Regions from separate parts of the Drosophila melanogaster genome. Here region 1 is linked to region 2. Evidence: chromatin contacts called from public Hi-C data. All regions are on one chromosome and are shown on one strand. The core of a region is the stretch at or near the end of the contact, and the rest is flanking DNA. Distances in the headings are between cores, read along the strand shown.

What was found. A called contact is a pair of places that touch in the nucleus more often than the background predicts.
Region 1: a Hi-C map of the S2 cell line shows a contact between it and region 2, with 3 times the contacts expected there. A contact is called at or near these places in 19 of 107 Hi-C or Micro-C datasets (the S2 cell line, embryo, eye imaginal disc and 6 more).

What each region holds. Positions count from the first base shown.
Region 1 is chr2L:895,607-899,829 of dm6, reverse strand. It overlaps lncRNA:CR45348 (long non-coding RNA:CR45348), which reads left to right and starts at 1,780. Exons shown (of 1, transcript NR_124011.1): 1 at 1,780-2,377. Lsp1beta (Larval serum protein 1 beta) reads right to left here and starts at 1,330. Exons shown (of 2, transcript NM_001298627.1): 1 at 889-1,330; 2 at 1-820. The coding sequence starts at 1,098.
Region 2 is chr2L:808,071-812,632 of dm6, reverse strand. Nnf1b reads right to left here and starts at 2,056. Exons shown (of 4, transcript NM_164388.3): 1 at 1,875-2,056; 2 at 1,612-1,824; 3 at 1,430-1,544; 4 at 1,102-1,374. The coding sequence starts at 1,987. The coding sequence ends at 1,201. Dbp21E2 (DEAD box protein 21E2) reads right to left here and starts at 1,049. Exons shown (of 2, transcript NM_134700.4): 1 at 137-1,049; 2 at 1-71. The coding sequence starts at 997.

The DNA.
Region 1 (4,223 bases), core at 531-3,030, 87 kb before region 2:
ACAGGCGCTCCATGTAGTATCTGCTGAGCAGCTGGTGCACGTTGTAGAGCCACCACTCGCCGCGACGGTCGTTCTTGAGATCGAAGGTGTTGCCGTCCAGGAAGAAGGAGTAGTCCATGTTCAGATAGTACCAGTAGGCGTTCCAGCCCAGATCCTCGGTGAAGTAGGACAGCTTGGACTCCTTGTTGTAGAGGTTCAGGTCGCGGGTGTAGTCCACGGGCATGTAGAACTTCTTCACGTCCTTCATCATCGACAGCCACTTGGTCTCCTGGTTGAACTCGTAGATGTTCTCGCGCAGAATGAACTTGTCCTCGGTGTACCAGTGCTCGCCCAGACCCATCAGTTTCCACCACTGCCAGGTCTTGAAGTCCTTCATGTAGGTGTAGTCGCTGGACCGGTACATGGTTGAGTAGTCGTATCCGTTGGTCTTGTAGTACACATCCATGTACTCCTTCTCGTACATCGTCATCTTCATCCACATCTCGTAGTCGAACTTCTCCGCTTCGAACACAAACTTGCTGTTGAAGAAGAACTGTGGGAAGATCTCGTAGATCGAGGGCAGCATCAGTCCATGGAAGTCGTTGCGGTGGATCACGGCCATGGTCAGGGCGTAGACGAACATGCCCTCATTCACGTGCATGCGGGCCCAGGCCACGTTGGCGGCGAAGGTCTCCCAGTCCTTGGCGTAGTAGAAGAAGTTGAACAGACCGCGGGCCTGCTTGGCGTGGGACATGACCAGGGCGCCGAAGAACTCGCCCTTGGGCAGCAGGGCGTGAGCCTTGTAGGCCTCGAAGAACTTCTTCATGTACATGTCGTAGTGCTGGAAGGGATCACAATGATCAGTGATTAGGGAGAGGCACAACTTCAGCCAGTGCTATATCCACTTACAGTGTAGTAGGACTCCTCAAAGTAGAATTTCTCGCCCTGCTTGATGTGGTCCTCGAACATCAGCGGATCCTCCACGCGGTAGACGATCTCGAAGAGGAACTTCTGCTTCATCAGGAAGGCCTTGTCGGCGATCTTGACTTCGTGGGTCTGGTGGAAGCTGGCAGCGGCGGCCAGGCCCAGGCAGGCCAGCAATGCGATGGCGATCTTCATGTTGACGGATTCCTGCAACTCTACACTTGACACTCAACTGCTCCGGATCAGATGCACCCAGTGGATCCAATGCCTAAAGACTGTTGCCTCACTGCCGTCCACCTGGCTGCTTTTATACCCAAGAGTCCCGCCTACGATCGCAGTGTCCGGAGCTCGGAATCTGCTCGGAGATATCGCGGTGCAGCTTGGGGGTCACTGGGTGTATCTCAGGTGCTGCGATCGCGCCATCTGTCCATCTGTGCCGGACTACCTCTTATCGCCTTGCTACCCTCTTGTCTCTTATCAAAGCCAGACTTCTATTCATCTGGTTGCCAAGAGCCAGCTCTGCAGGTGCAATCAAGCCGGCATTACGTCAACCAAATTCAAATCCGTGACCAGCTATCTCAAATTTCGTTCAATGCATCTTTGTTTGTGCCAATTTATTTTTAGAATTGGTGCTTCTTCTGCGCCAGAAAAGATAAATCAGACTGGCGACATGTCCTCAAAAATGTAGATAGTTAGAAATATGTATATGATACGTATATACATATATGATATGGAAATCCCTACAGTCTACGTGCATTAATTGACTTGGCCCACACACATTCATCTGCGGACCAGAAGAGGAGGAACTGCGTCAACTTTTGTGCCGCCATATGAGGCAGCGTGAAATCCAATCAACTTTTTCTAATCAGGCAAAGTATAAAGTAAATTCAATTACGCGGCTACTTTGTAAATCCCCCAGGATCACACGCCTAGGAAAAGGAGGCGTCCTGCCTGCTGCGTGTGTGACATTCATGTGGGCAGAGTGTCGCGTCCCAAAAGAAATTTTCGAAAATAAATAGAATTCCGGCAAAGTCAAAGCAGGGTAAACAAGTGCAAAGTGTTGGGCGCCGAAGGGGAATCCATGGCAACTAATCAGAAATTCCGTCTCATGCGCTGATGTGAAGTGTGCCAGTGCCACCAAAAAAAAAAAAAAAACATAAAAAGGAGCGACAGACAGCACAGGACGAAGACGGACCCGCGATAAGGAGATCCAGGACAGAAGCCCAGGACAGAAACCCAGCCCAAGTGGCATCGCTGCGGCGCCTGGGATTATGCAAAATTCAATTTGCAACTTAAATGTGTTTATTTTGCGTTACGCTGCTGGGGCAATTTTTATTTCCACTGAAAATGAGGGATTTACTTACTTACCAAGTGGGTGGAGTCGCCTGCTCCTGCCAGGCGAGTCCTGCCGAGCGATAAGCAAAAGGGTGCCCGGAAAAGCGGGGCGAAGAGCGTTACCAAACCAATGAGCAATACCGCCATCAATTTTCCAATCTTATTGAGCGTTTAAAAATGTGAGTGTGTGCACTGAGAAAAATTAGTCATGCTGTGTAACTATGTAACTGATGTAACTGATGTAACTATGTATCAACCATATACAGAGCAGGAAATAGAAAGCACTTTGCATTCATGCATGTATGTTAGTAATGAGGAAGTATGAGGTTTTTGCGCAGTGTACCAATGTGGGTGCTCCCACTTTTCGAGTGTGTTGGTGGGGCGACAACGACATCGAGAACGTCCTGTGCCCGGCTGCAAATTGCTGATTTACAAACAAAATGAGATTTCCGGCGGAGAACCGCAGTCCGCCTCTTTTTTATGGGCCAAGCAGGCAACATAAACAGTTTGCCCTCCATTCGAGATCCTTTGCATAGTAAACGGAGATGCAGAGTGTGCAGGGACAAATTGCCGAATTCAATTTGATAGTGGAATTTAGTCAGCCGTTTATTTAATTTTATGGCCCAATCACAGCCACCCGATGATAGATAGCTCCATCCGCCTTTTTTCGACAAAGATGATGATGATGAAGATGGGGTTTTCCCAGCCGCCTTATCGCCGCATATTTAATTACTTGTCAGTCATTAATCGCTTGCTTATGACAGTGAAATTAAAATCCAGTCGGGGGGGCTTGCTCCCTCGCAAATGACAGTTGAATGGAAATTTAGTTGCGAACGGAGCGTTAACCGAACTGAGCCACACAGAAACCGCCTACCAGGAAAATGTTTTAGTTGCCGCACGCAAATTAGCCAAAAGTTTTCCCTTGAAGAACGAGGCCGAACTGGAACTCTGATGGACCTCCCACCACCCAGTGCCATCCATAACCACCCACTGTTCTCTCAGAAGCCCCAGAAATGAATATTTGATGGCCGTAGTGCCGGCGAACAAATTAAAAGCGCTGGCAAAAGCTTGTTGCATACTTTATGGCGCTAATTTGGAAGGAGCAGGACCTCATCTGCGTGTATCTATGTAAGCGAAGGACCAGTTGCCGAAGTCAAGCCCCCTCGCCCTGCTTTTTGTTTATGCACGCACATTATTTGCAAAGGATTGGCCACTTCCACTTCCACTTCCACTTCCACTCCCACTCTCATTTTCCTGCTTTCGGCAACCGCATTTCTGTGCTGCAAATTTTGTCGCAACAACTAAATGCTTTTAAGTGCATTTCATTGTTCTCGCTCCGGGCTGCCAAAGTTGGAAGCCCCCGAAAAATGTCCGCACCATTGCGAAGGACCAGTTGAACCGGGGGAACTTGAGGTGTGCTGGCCGGAACACCAAACTAGTTTTTCCCAAGTGAACGAACTGAACCCGATGAACCTCATAAATATTCATTCGCAATTTGTGTAAATACCACCCCGCTGCACACTTTTGATAATGTGTCGCATTTTAATTATGAATTAATTGCGAATGATTTCAACATCGGGCATTTTAATTGACATGCCATTGTGCGGCGCATATCTGCCATATCGGCAAGGTGTCATCCACTCAAGCACACACGCATCATTTATCACGCGACAGGGAATGACGATGTCCAGGTCCGGGAGCACACTATATAAACGTACTCATGCCGCGGGATGTTGCATCCATTGTGTGGTCGCCACTCGTTTCAATCAATTTCATTTCGTTATCGTTATTGACATTTTGTAATTTAATCGTGTGCTTTGTCGCTTGCTGACCGTCATGCCGCACACACACTCGCACAGCGCTGCACTGCGAGAAATAGGAAGCAGATTGTATAGATTATGGTTTAAAACTATTTAACTTGTAAGTATGAATATGCTTTAAACCATATGCTTAATCAATGAATTAATCGATTTGGATAATTACAT
Region 2 (4,562 bases), core at 807-3,306:
GTGTTCGTGGGCATGGTGGCCGAGGCCAGGATCATCTGGGTGCCAGCATCCTCCTTTTGCACCAAGTGGAACTGTCGAATAAGAAAAAACAAGCTGATTGAAGCCATTCCTTTGGTAATCGCCTAGAATGACTTACGGGAAATCTCCTGAGGAAGTAGGAAAGTTTGTCTGTGAACGTATCATCTAGGAGGGTGTCCGCTTCGTCTAGAACCAGATGACGAACCTGCTCCATGCGGTAGATGCCAGTGGTCACCAGTTTGCTAAGTGCACCCAGAGTGGCGACCAGTATGTCCACCTCCTCGAACTGTGGGTTCATCATAAGCTGCTTGGTATTGCCGCCAAGTAAAGATTGCACTTTGAGATTGGTGCCCTGGGTGAGCTTCTCCGTGACCCCAGCAATCTGCGTGGCTAGTTCTCTGCCGGGAGTGAGGATCAAGACACGGGGGGTGTTGAGTTTTCGTTCGGTGACCACTTCTTTCTGGAGGAGTTTGTCTACGATAGGCAGGAGATATGTAATTGTTTTTCCACACCCAGTTTCAGCGGCAATGAGGCAGTGCTCATTTCCATGGACAACGGGCATTCCCTGTTTTTGGATTCCCGTCAGTAATTTGATGCCCAGCTCGACTCGCAAGTTCTCAAGGAGTTGCGGATGAATCTGCATCCCCGTGCTCTCGAGGAACTCATCGACGGTCTGCATTTCCTGCTGGAGTTCCTCACCTCGCACGCTGGCGTTCAGGATGAAGAAGTCTCCCTTGGATTTGTTGTGCAGCCAGCCCTTGGAGGCCAGCGAAAGACTCCCAAACTTGGCATCCGTCTGCTCGTATTGGGTTAAATCGAACTGGCTTCTTCTGCAGGAGATTAGGGGCTCCCCCTTCTGCTTTTTGCCCTTGGACTTTGCCTTTGGTGGCTTCGTCTTAACTGCCGCCGCCGCCGCTGTGGCATATGAAGCCACATGGCGCGATGATTGCACCCGGAGCACCACGGACAAGTTCAGCATGCTTTCGGAATATTATTCAATGTTTTTCATTTGCCGGCAAGTCAGCTGTGCACACGCATCGAAGTGTTGGAAAGCGCCGCTCGAATTCAATGCCACTTGTGGCGGTAAGTTTGAAATTCATATTTATTTCAAGACCCAGCAACTAATATAATAATAATAATAATAATAATAATAATAATAATAATCTGTTTTTTTTTATAAAATTACATTTCTTCCTGCACATACGAATCATTTATTAGCCGTTCCATTTCCATTAACTGTGGCTTAATGGCCTGGTACTCGGCCAACTGCTGCTTCATCATACATCCCACTTTCACCCGTTCAGCGTGGACATCATGTATAAGCTGTCGATTTTTAATGCTTTTGGCCATAGCAATCTAAAATCGAAGTAATCCAAGTATTACTTAATTCTTCGGAGGTTGAAATACATACCTCGAGTTCCTTTTCCTGTTTCTTAAGCTGTTGCTCCATGAATGTGATGCTTAGATTCAAGTTGTGCATGCGCAGAGGGCGAGTAAGTTCCTCAGGGGACAGACAGTTGAAGTTCCTGCGGATTTACGTTAAAAACCATGGAAAGTGCTGCTGGACAACCAAATTCAAAACCATTCACTAACCAGTTCTTGCCCTCGTGGGCGGCAAACTGCTCCTTAAGCATTTCCAGCGTGGTCAGCTTGGTCTCCACGTCGTTGCCGGAGAAGAAGCACTGGTTCACATCCAGGACGATCTTGGTCATAAGCCGACGGGTGCTGTGGATTATTTGCTCGGTGTCCAGGCTCGTGGATTCGTGCTCCTCGAGGATGGAGGCACACGACTCAAGATCTGAGGAGCTAAGCAATAGTAAGCGTTTGGTCAATCTTTTAATCAGCCATTCTCCTACTTTAAATCCGAGAAGATCTGTCCAATGGCTTCCTCGTAGGCCTGCTTCACCTGTGGAATGACAGCCTGGAGCCGTTTGAAGGCTGCTTCGGTGTCCTCTTCAATATTATTCATACTTTTAACACAATTCTGGCAAAATAATAATTACAAGCAAAACTTGGCGACCGAAAACATATGTGACCATTTACAGATAGGTTGTGAATACCAACCCCTATATGACATGATTGTAGGTATAGGGTATTCGAGCTGCTTTCAATTATGATAACATATATATTGTATAAATTATTTTAAACAACGGTTATTGGCTAATTGGTTAAATTCAAGCATCAAATCTGGTAAGTTGGCATTACTTCGAAAACACTCAATATAACATTGAACTCATTTTTTACGCCACATTCAGAGTGTATTTCTCGAACTGAATTACACAACTTTTCACATGTCGCATCGGCGAAGGAACTTGCAACTAACACTCAATAACTGCACTTTTCAGTTTCCCCGAAAGTTGTGCTTTCACTGCAGTTTGCCACATCGGGAAAACTTGCCACAATGGAATTTCCTTTTATCTCCGCTCTTTCGAGAGGGTTTTTAATTTGTGCAACGTTTTGGGCAAATTGTTGAGGCGGGGACGCAGTTTTTAATATGTTTTGAGTAATTTGTGCGCATTTGCGAATTTTTATCGCAGTCACAAAAGTTTGTCCTTTGTGCTCCTTATCGTGTGCTCCTCGTTGGCGCGGTTGTAATGATGACTTTATGACTTTATTTACGTGCAATAAAGGAAGCATTCTGCGGCAAACTCAGGTTTAAGCATCACCGAGCCACTACTTTCGAATATAAATGCGATCCAGGTTAATTTATTCGCTCGCCGGGTCCGGCATTTCCATTATTTTCCGGGTCCGAAAAGGAACTCAGCTGTGGAGTAGGCAGAATTCGAAATGTGCTCTCCCCTGCACAGGAAAAATCATTTCGACATCAATCTTATAACGACCCATAAATGCCACAAAAATGAAAAGGTGGAAAGTTCGAAATTGTTACCCGGAAAACATTGTTACCCATGGGACATACATGTTTTTCAAAACTTGGTGCATACTTTCAGGCACCATTAAGTGAGATTTGAAAAACCCACTAGCATCTTCTCCGTTTCGATACACATTTTCTCTTTGTGTGGCCCGGATCTCAGATATGCTAAATCCCGGCCAGAATCCTGAGCTGTCCCCTCCAGGAACAGAAGCAGAATCAGGAGGCGTGCCAGTCGGTGGCCGTGTTAACATGCATGTGCCACTCTGCCGCATGTCTTGCTAAAACTCGGCTCCGAATTTGCATTTCAATGATTAAAGTGTTAAAATGCCGGCCGACACATGCGGACTGTTCAGGAACCACCGCCCAGGATCCACCCGCCTTCGTCCTTCGGATAGTTGGTAATGGCTTTATAAAGCGAACACCTCAAGCAAGATGCGATTTTAATATTCTTATTCTCGTGCACATGGTGTGAAAAACTTGGAGATGTTGACTTTTTGTGGTGCGACTGGTATGCAAATGAGCCTAAATTCTGAGACAAAGTTTTGCATACTTTTCTGAATTCTGAATTCTGAATTATACCAATCCAAATAACTATGCATTTCTCACACTGTTTGCGCTTGTCCTGCTCAAAAGAGAGAATATGCTTTCCCCGAAAGTCTTCTCTTTAATTAGTGAAAATGTTAAGTTCTGAAAAAATACTTCTTCTTAATAAACTCATATCACTTACCTAGAAACCCTTTGAGAAAGTTATTCCTCTGAGTTTCCATATAACATAAAGCAATCAGTTCTTGAGCAAAGTTCAGCTGTATCTCGAGGAAAGAAGAAACTTTTGGATATTCAATTCCGAGCGTTCGTGTCTGATCCTTTGACGTCAGATTGCTAAAAAGTTATTCGAGTTTTATTTTACTAATCAGAAAGTCTCGTGTCGTCCTGTCAAGGGTTTCTCCTGCTACAAATTGGATAAATCACTTGGCTCTAATTGATGCTCCATTTTGCCAGTGGGCGAAATTCTGGTCAAATTCCAATCAAGTCAACGCCATCTGCACTGAAAGAAACACTTATCCTTTTAGGCTTCTAAACGTACATTGTTGTTTTCTTAGTTTAAGAACATCAGTGTGTTATAACCATTTGCTGATAGTGTTATCATCACCTTGATTATGCGCTATTTAAATATCGATGAGAAGCGGATATGTTGGCTTGGCTCTGATCTGTTCGTCCTGTGTGCAACAGTGGGTCCTGGCTGGCAGCGGCAGCCGTCGCTTGGCGACACTTGCGGGCGTGACAGGAATGGAGAACCACTGGGAAAATACCAGTGGTGGGAGGGGGTGTGGGGCTGGGGGAGCGGTGCGTCAGCCGCAGTGCGTGAAATGCATTTAAAATTTTCGCTGCATACTTGTCGCCTCGAATTACAGCGCATTTGTCGAGTGGTGCTTTGTGCTTTGTTCGTGAATTTGGGAGCTGCATTCGCATGCAAATCCACAGTGGAGGTCGCCTACGTGTGCTTGACACACATATGTAGATCAATTGTGCAGAATTTGCCTGAGTTAAGCGACTTTTAATAGTTTCTGAACTAACAAGCTGTCGCGCAAATCGATGGTTAGGAGCCGACCACTATTCATGTGACCGCAACTGTGGGCACTCATGCGTGCTGGAAATGCGCTTTAAGCACGCA